Regions from separate parts of the Zea mays genome. Here region 2 is linked to region 1. A link is a contact called in public Hi-C data. All regions are on one chromosome and are shown on one strand. Each heading gives the region's core, a stretch centred on a gene start, on an enhancer-like site or on the middle of the called end of the contact. The rest is flanking DNA. Distances are from core to core; before and after follow the strand shown.

Region 1 (3,691 bases), core at 897-3,396:
TCCTAAGATGCTATTACATTTGGGTATGGAAGTCAAGGTAAGGTAAAGGGTCATTAGATTAGTCTATTTCTAATGTATTCTTAGTTGATTCATTAGATTACAATTTGTTATCTGTCTCCCAATTGTACCAAATGGGCTAAAATTGTTTGTTTACTTATGTTGGTGTTAGAGTCTTTAGAAGGAGTGATGATTCAGTTGCTTTTAAGGGTGTGTTAAGGGAAAGCTTTGTCTAGTAGATTTCTCGAATGATAAAGTCAAACTTGTCGCATGATTAATAGCTAAAACCAATATGCGTTGGCTCTGGCATCGCCAACTTGCCATGTTGGGATGGAGAATTTTCATAAGCTTCTAAAGGGTGAACATGTTTTAGTAGTACTGACAAATGTTTGCTTTGGCAAATGTTGTCTCTCTCTCTCAGATAATAATAATGAATAAAAAAGTGAAGATTTTTTATTTCTGCTTATACTTGCGACGCTGTGGTAAAAAAAAACAGGCAACAAATCTTATAGGTCTTCCTTATCTAGAACCTACGACGCTGATATTTAACAGTCTGGTAGCCTCATTATATTGTGCATTACTGTGGGCTTGCAGGCATCATGCGCGAATAGTAAAGTAACGCGCGCAGGTACGTAGACGCCGCTTGGACGTACAGAAGCCGGGCGGCCATTTGCCCATTTCGATCAAACTACAGTAGGGCACCATTACGCGGCGGCAGGAAAATCACCGGACACCCGGCGTTACTCGTGGCTCACGATCGAGCCCGGCCATTGGCGCTGCCTCGCGCCTCGCCGGTGGCAGCAGAGAGCATCAGGACTGCTGTTAATGGCTGCATCACGACAACGAACGTGCCATCCTTGTGCCTGTATGTATAGCCATTAGCCAGCCAGCCAGCCACTCTCAGCCAGGGCATGTGTAGTGCCGGACCAGCGCTCCGTACTAATAATGGGTCGATACGGATCGGACTGAGTTCTTAAAAAGAAAAAACGACCGTAAAACATGGTTTGCGGACGTTATTTATAGTGGAATTACCGGAATAAGTACTAAGGTCTAGGGCCTAGTGGAATAAGTAAGCCGTCCTAAACAGTGTCGGGGCAGATCAAGTTCGGGCGGCTCTTTTGGCCATACGGCTCCGGATCAGCAGGCGTGCATGCGCGTGATTGGCTCCTCGGATTACCTCTGTCCTGCGGCCTGGGCGTCACAACCAAGGCGGTCTGGTCACTCGTCGAGGCTCTGCTGTCCGCCCACGTGCCTCACGCTAACACGCACGCTATGTTGTATTTTATGGTTTTGGTCCGGTGCATGAGTGGTGACTGATGATAGATTTGACTGCAAGAAAAGGCTGCAAAGCGGCCATCCTATTGGCGCGCAAGCGAATGTCATATTTTTTGTGACGTTGATCCCTCCTAGACAGACGTGCAATGCAGGGGGAGAATCTTGGAGGACGAGGGATGGCAATGAGAAATAACCACGGGATATTACTACTTCATACTCATATGCACGACACAAAAATAACCCAATCAGCTAGAATATTTAGCTCATATACATAACCTAATAAAGTAAATATCAATCGCCGGGTATCCATTGCCATCTCTTCACGAGGGGAGGGGAGGCAAAGAAAATCATTAGGGGCGGCCTCGCTCGAGGTAGGTAGGCCATGGCTGCGTGCGCACAATTTGCTGGCCGCCAGGGCACGGCAGGACAAGGAGGAAAACCAAATCTTGCTTAAAAGTAAACCTGACTAACAGGAGATGTAATGCGCGCGCCGGCGGGTGGGTTGCTCGCGGACAGGACGGTGGTGCGGCGCAAGGTGCGGCCTTGCGCCACGGCGCCCACTTTGCGGGCCACGTGCCCGCGCCAGCAGCCGCACGTACGGCCGCCGCGCCGGCCCTCGGCCCGCTAGCTGCTCTGCTCTGCTCGCTCCGTTCCCTTCCCCCCAGTCCCACGTAACGGCCAGGTCGGTCCGTAACGTGCACTCTACTAAGCGCTAGTGTACGTACGTACTCCGTCCGCTGCTATATTATGGCCGGCCGTGGCGTGCCCTCTATAGCCAGCACGGCACACACACTGGAAAGTGCAAGCTGTAGTGAGACCTGTGCGACTGCCAGCGTGTGTCCGCGCGGCAAGGAGCGTAGCGCGCGGTCGTCGGCCCGCACGGCCACCAACTCCCTTGGACGCACGCGCGCGCGCGACCAGCTGCTAACCGTGCGCAAGTAGTAGTGCGACTTCGCCGCCGGCCGGGATCGCTAGCTCGATCGATCGGCGGGACCACATACGACTCCGGTGTGGCCAGCGGCGGCCGGGCCGGGGAACGCACGTGCTGCGAGCGAGCGAGGGCAGACGCTAGCTGTTGCCGGGAGCTAGCCGGCGCGCGATGGGGAGGGCGCCGTGCTGCGAGAAGGTGGGGCTCAAGCGAGGGAGGTGGACGGCGGAGGAGGACCAGTTACTTGCCAACTACATTGCGGAGCACGGCGAGGGGTCCTGGAGGTCGCTGCCCAAGAATGCAGGTAACCAAAGCCGGCCGCGCGCCATGCATCGCCACGTACTATACCATCAATCTCCGATCCATGCATATATGAGCTTGCTTCTTCGTCGCCGTCGTCGTTCTTAGCTAGTTAGGACGCGCATGCAGGCCTGCTCCGGTGCGGCAAGAGCTGCCGGCTCCGGTGGATCAACTACCTTCGGGCGGACGTCAAGAGGGGGAACATCTCCAAGGAGGAAGAAGACATCATCATCAAGCTCCACGCCACCCTCGGGAACAGGTAACAATAAGCGCGCCCTAATCTCAACGCTGATCGAGTGTGCATCTGACTAGAGAGTAGTACTACTTCCTTCCTTGATGCATGGGAGTCAATGCACGCAGTCCCGAAAAGCTTGGTAGTACTTCCTCCTTCACACGAAGAACGGAAATCTAGTCCAACAATATCAACTTTGATCAAGGCATGCGTATATATAAGAAACTTCCATAAATATATAAATGTTCATAGTACTATAAATATAGTTGATTGAGAGATTTTTCTTAAATTGTGAGGTACCATGCATGTATACTTATATATACTACTTAAACGCTTCTCTCGACGTACAAATTTGGGGAAAAGGATCTCTGGCAGAAGACTAGAACCGTCAGCACAGACAATAAAGGGCTACTCCGATGAAAATCTCGTTTTCATTCATAGGAGTATAGAGCAGTGTAGTAACAATTGCCTGCTCTATATGCTCTCTCAATTACTGAAATATTAGAGCAAATATAACAAGAGGATATAAGCCGGCTAAATATTAAGATTGATGAGAGAGAATATGAGAGAGAGCAGAATCGGACTGCAAACTTAAAGCCGGGGCTTAGACAAACAACTAAAAACTTTTTTTGTGAGAATGACATGCAAATCATAAATTAATAGTGAAGAGCTAACTATTGCATGAATAGGCTAAGTAGTAGGCTATAAGGTTCCTTAATCCTTACGACCAGCGGTTGGCTATATTATTAAACTTGATCTTATAATTTCAATGGCTGCCCCGATCGGTTGAGAGTTAAGACACCGTATACCATACACGTACACAGTACTAAATAAAGAATTAAATGATGTAGGGGCACACGCTGCTGGAATAGAGGCGCGCGCAGCAATAGTGTAGGCTAATGTCCTTTTTTCTATGCATGGTATTGGTTCCAATCGGCTTTATCACTGTTTAGCTACTG
Region 2 (4,018 bases), core at 379-2,878, 330 kb before region 1:
CCCCCCCACCCACCCCAAACCACCACACACACGCACACAAACAGCAGGCCTAGCTTTGCTAGACAAGTACATGGAACTAGTTATGAAGTTCCATGGGAGGAAACAGCATCAGGTAAATTGCTTGTTATAACAAAATTCAGCATAGTACCTGCTGCAGTGGTGAGAGTTGACTCACTAAGTCACCTGGTCATGGGTTCAAAGTAGCCTCTCCTTATTTGCAGAGGTATGGATTTATCCCTTCCCTAGACCCCACTCACGTGGAAGTCTCTGGCAGTGAATCTATCCTTTTTTATCTATATGTATTGCACGGTTTGATTGATAAAAGAAACAACACACCTTCAAATTTATAACAAGTTTTATCTATATGTATTGCACGATTTGACTGATAAAAGAAACAACGTACCTTCGAATTTATAACAAACAAGGTGAGTGACTGCATTTGCTATCAAAGGTTTTGAGAACCGTGCTCCCATCAAAGAAACCATTTTCTGCATCAAAACATTAGAAGAATCATGTCACAAGCACAATTACAGTACCCAAAAGATTCTGCGTGAACACAACACATTAGTTTCTTATTTGAATGTATAACAAATGCAAGTAACTTTTGCGTCTACTCCTTCCAGTTCCAAAAACGTGGCATTTTCAATCTATTTAAACTTTGGATGTGGAACTATCCTATTGCGTGAAATGGATACACTCGTAGCCATATAGATAAAACTGGGAGGGTGCTACCATCATGTCTTCGCGATAGCGTTTTTGGTAACCCGTCAAGCATATAAGCAACGATTGAGCACCCGGTATTCCCTTCAAATGTCTCATCGGCCAATACAAAACCTGGAAAAGACTGAACATAACGGGTCACAAAACTAAACCGTGGCTCTGATGAAGAAATAAGAGCACAAGTGCCCGAGCAATTAGCAGCAAAAGCCGACCCTATCGGCATCAGCAAGCACCCCGCGATCCAAGCTGTCCTCCACCCACAGCCCGCTGACGACCTTCTTCCCTTGCGCCCGCTCGGCCACGCACGTCGGGTCATCCTACGAAGAAGAACTAGATCAGAGCCCCGTCCCCCATCCAAGCTTGTCAAGACACAGAGGAACCAATTTGCAAACCAAACTCACGTAGATGCGGTTCCACACGACCACGTGTGTGCACCCGTTGCCCGACGGCCCGGCGTCGGTGCCGCCGCGCCGCACCATCTCCGACCGGTACTGCACACGGAACGACGGACGCAGTCGGAACTTTATCGGCCAGAACGTCGCAAACCGCAAATTTGGGCTGCGTAAGCAAATTGCAAGGACGAGGCGCGGGATGCCACGCACGCACCTGGGACGCGTCATAGGTGTTGAATCCGACCAGCATGAAGCGGACGCCGTCGAACAGGTGCTCGTCGCCGATGTCGTCGTCCGTGGCAGGTGAGGCCATAGCGGGCAGTGAAACAGCGGGATGCAGAGGGGAGACGGGTGTGGAATCGTTAGGATTTGGGATTGGAGATTGGGGATTGTTCTTGCTCGAGCTGCGCGCGCGGCACCGGAATGGGAAATCTCGAGAAGTCACTAGGTCAGGAGAGGGCGAGAGAAAAATCAAATGCGGATCTCTGTTTCGGAGGGAAATGAAACTAATCTTTCGCCCCGGGAGGTACCGTTTGGTAATGGGCCTTATTTTCCTTCTGTTCTTTGGACCGGTGGGCTCAGGGTCCGTTGGACCTTTAAAGAAAATATGACAACTGCATTTTAGGGGCAGAATTTTAATATCCAACATTCCAACCACATCATCCTTATAATCCAATCCATCAGGAGTATTTGGTTGCGCAAAGACATCGTTACCCTCGTTAGAGCAGCTCCCGTAGTTATATAAAACAAATTCCTAAATCAAAATTAGGAGAATTGGCATAAAAATATCTCTCCAACAAATTCTTAAAACAATTCTCTAAATTGATCAACTTCTAATCCAACCATATGTACTCTCAAAATATAGCTTTCTTTTTACCACTCCTGAACTAAAAAATCGCGCCAAATATTTCCTCGTCGGGCTGTGTCGCACCTTTTTTCCTCCTCGTCGCTGTCCCAGACGCGCCCATGCGTCTGGCTACCTCGCCGCCAAGTCTGGCTCCCCGCCGTTGCCGATTCCTGTTCTTGGCTGGTGTTCCTGTTCTGCACCGTACTGCCGCCGGTCCCTTCCCCGACACTTGCTCCCGTTTCCCAGCTAGGGATGGCAATGGGTGCCCGAAACCCAATAATCGATGGGTAAAAACCCTATTAGGGCACATGTATGGCGATTTTTTATACCCATGGGTATTTTATTATGTTATTTGTTACACACATCGGGTATGGTGGGAATGAGTATGTTCTCTCTTACCCCATACCCGCTATCCAATTAAAAACTCGCTAACATATGACATGTGGGGCCGGATTAAGGATGCCCTTAAGCTGCAACCTTTTTTCACGTCTTATATATTTAAATATTTAAATATTAAGTACTGTGTATTGAATAATTAGATAATTATCCTAATGTTTTGTGTTGTCGTTGAAAACTCTCTTTTGCTCCAAGAGTTTTGTACTATCAATGATATATTTTGTGTGATTTGATGGCATGATGTTGCCATTTAATATTGAATGATGTTGAACTTGTGATAAAATTATGTTGGGTTCGATGAAGGACTCACATAATGACTCTTAGAAGATTTTGGTTCCTCTACACGGATATCACAGTTAGCAACGTAGCCTACAGGAGCACCTTCAGAAGGACTCTCAGAAGGACCTTTAGATTGAGGAACTGATTCCTCTTCCACTTCAACTTCCACTTCTTCTATGTGTTCTACAAGTCAATTAGAAATACATCAATGCTTATGTAATGCCATGAAATGCAAATTCTCATAAGGAGATGTGGGGTAACACAACCAATTGAAGTTTAGGGTAAGCATATACATAAATCTACACACACAAAACTTGGTGAAGGTAACAAATTTGAATTTACTTGGACAGATCAGAGAACTAGCATATTTGAACTCACAAACTTTTCATATCATTAAGCTATGTTGTCTAACTTCTTTAAACATACACTTAACTAGGGTTTGGGGCTCCAATCCTTCCTTTTAAGCCAACAACATATTCCTGGACAAACAGATTTTAAACACCTGGGTAAACGTGCAGCGCGCCTAGTAGTCACCATCAGAACACGAATCGTGCGCCCCCGCATATGGACTCAGACGTGCCACCACTGCCTTGTGGGGTCAGTCAAGCCTAGTCGTTGGGTGACATCAGTATAGAATCCCAACAAGGACCCAAACACCCGGAAGGACTGGACATTACGCCATACCGGTTGTATGTCCACAACACGTTGAAAGATGAAGTAGGGCTCGTGACAACGGGAGGAGCCGTGCTTCGTAAGACCACACAGTGAGACTGATCCGCGGGACCCGCACACACTACCTTGAAGACATCAGTAGTAGACTCGCTACAGGAACCCATATGGTGGATGAACAAGATGGAACACCATACGGGGGTACGACAGCGCACGACCCTACAAATGACATAAGGAGGACCACACCACCTAGAGGTAGCAAGCCAAGCTCCCTCCCAGTAGAATATGAGTTCCTATTGTAAAGTCCTCCCTTGAGTTATAAAAGGGCAGGGCAATCCTCTTTTGACACACGAGCACACCAGTTGTAACACAACCTCAGCAATACTATGATCAACACTACATTATACTAGGGCGCAAGCCTGAACCAGTATAAAACCGTGTCTCAGATTTCTCATTGAGTCCCAACGACTCACCATTCGGAGCAAATCCGTGCTAGCACCCCCTACCGAACACAAATCTCATTGTCCCCCGGTTTCCAAAACCACGATAATCGGGGTCAACGTTCTTAAATTAAGTATGTCGACCAGTCCAAAATCGACGTACTTGATGCATTAATTACATCCCTATCAAATAGCCGACGTACTTAACGATGAGCCACGTGGTAGGCTGCCGGGGCTCTATGGGCGATCCACGTGGACATACAAACGTCGGTCGG

What was found. Hi-C and Micro-C count contacts between places; a contact is called where the count stands out from the background.
Region 2: a Hi-C map of ear shows a contact between it and region 1, with 5 times the contacts expected there. The contact joins the promoter of LOC103634545 here to the promoter of LOC109943270 in region 1. A contact is called at or near these places in 3 of 25 Hi-C or Micro-C datasets (ear, leaf and tassel).

What each region holds. Positions count from the first base shown.
Region 1 is chr1:48,031,817-48,035,507 of Zm-B73-REFERENCE-NAM-5.0, reverse strand. LOC109943270 (myb-related protein P-like) reads left to right here and starts at 2,146. Exons shown (of 3, transcript XM_035963470.1): 1 at 2,146-2,504; 2 at 2,630-2,759. The coding sequence starts at 2,372.
Region 2 is chr1:48,363,960-48,367,977 of Zm-B73-REFERENCE-NAM-5.0, reverse strand. It overlaps LOC103634545, which reads right to left and starts at 1,628. Exons shown (of 11, transcript XM_008656553.2): 1 at 1,327-1,628; 2 at 1,122-1,211; 3 at 933-1,037; 4 at 733-834; 5 at 404-488. The coding sequence starts at 1,425.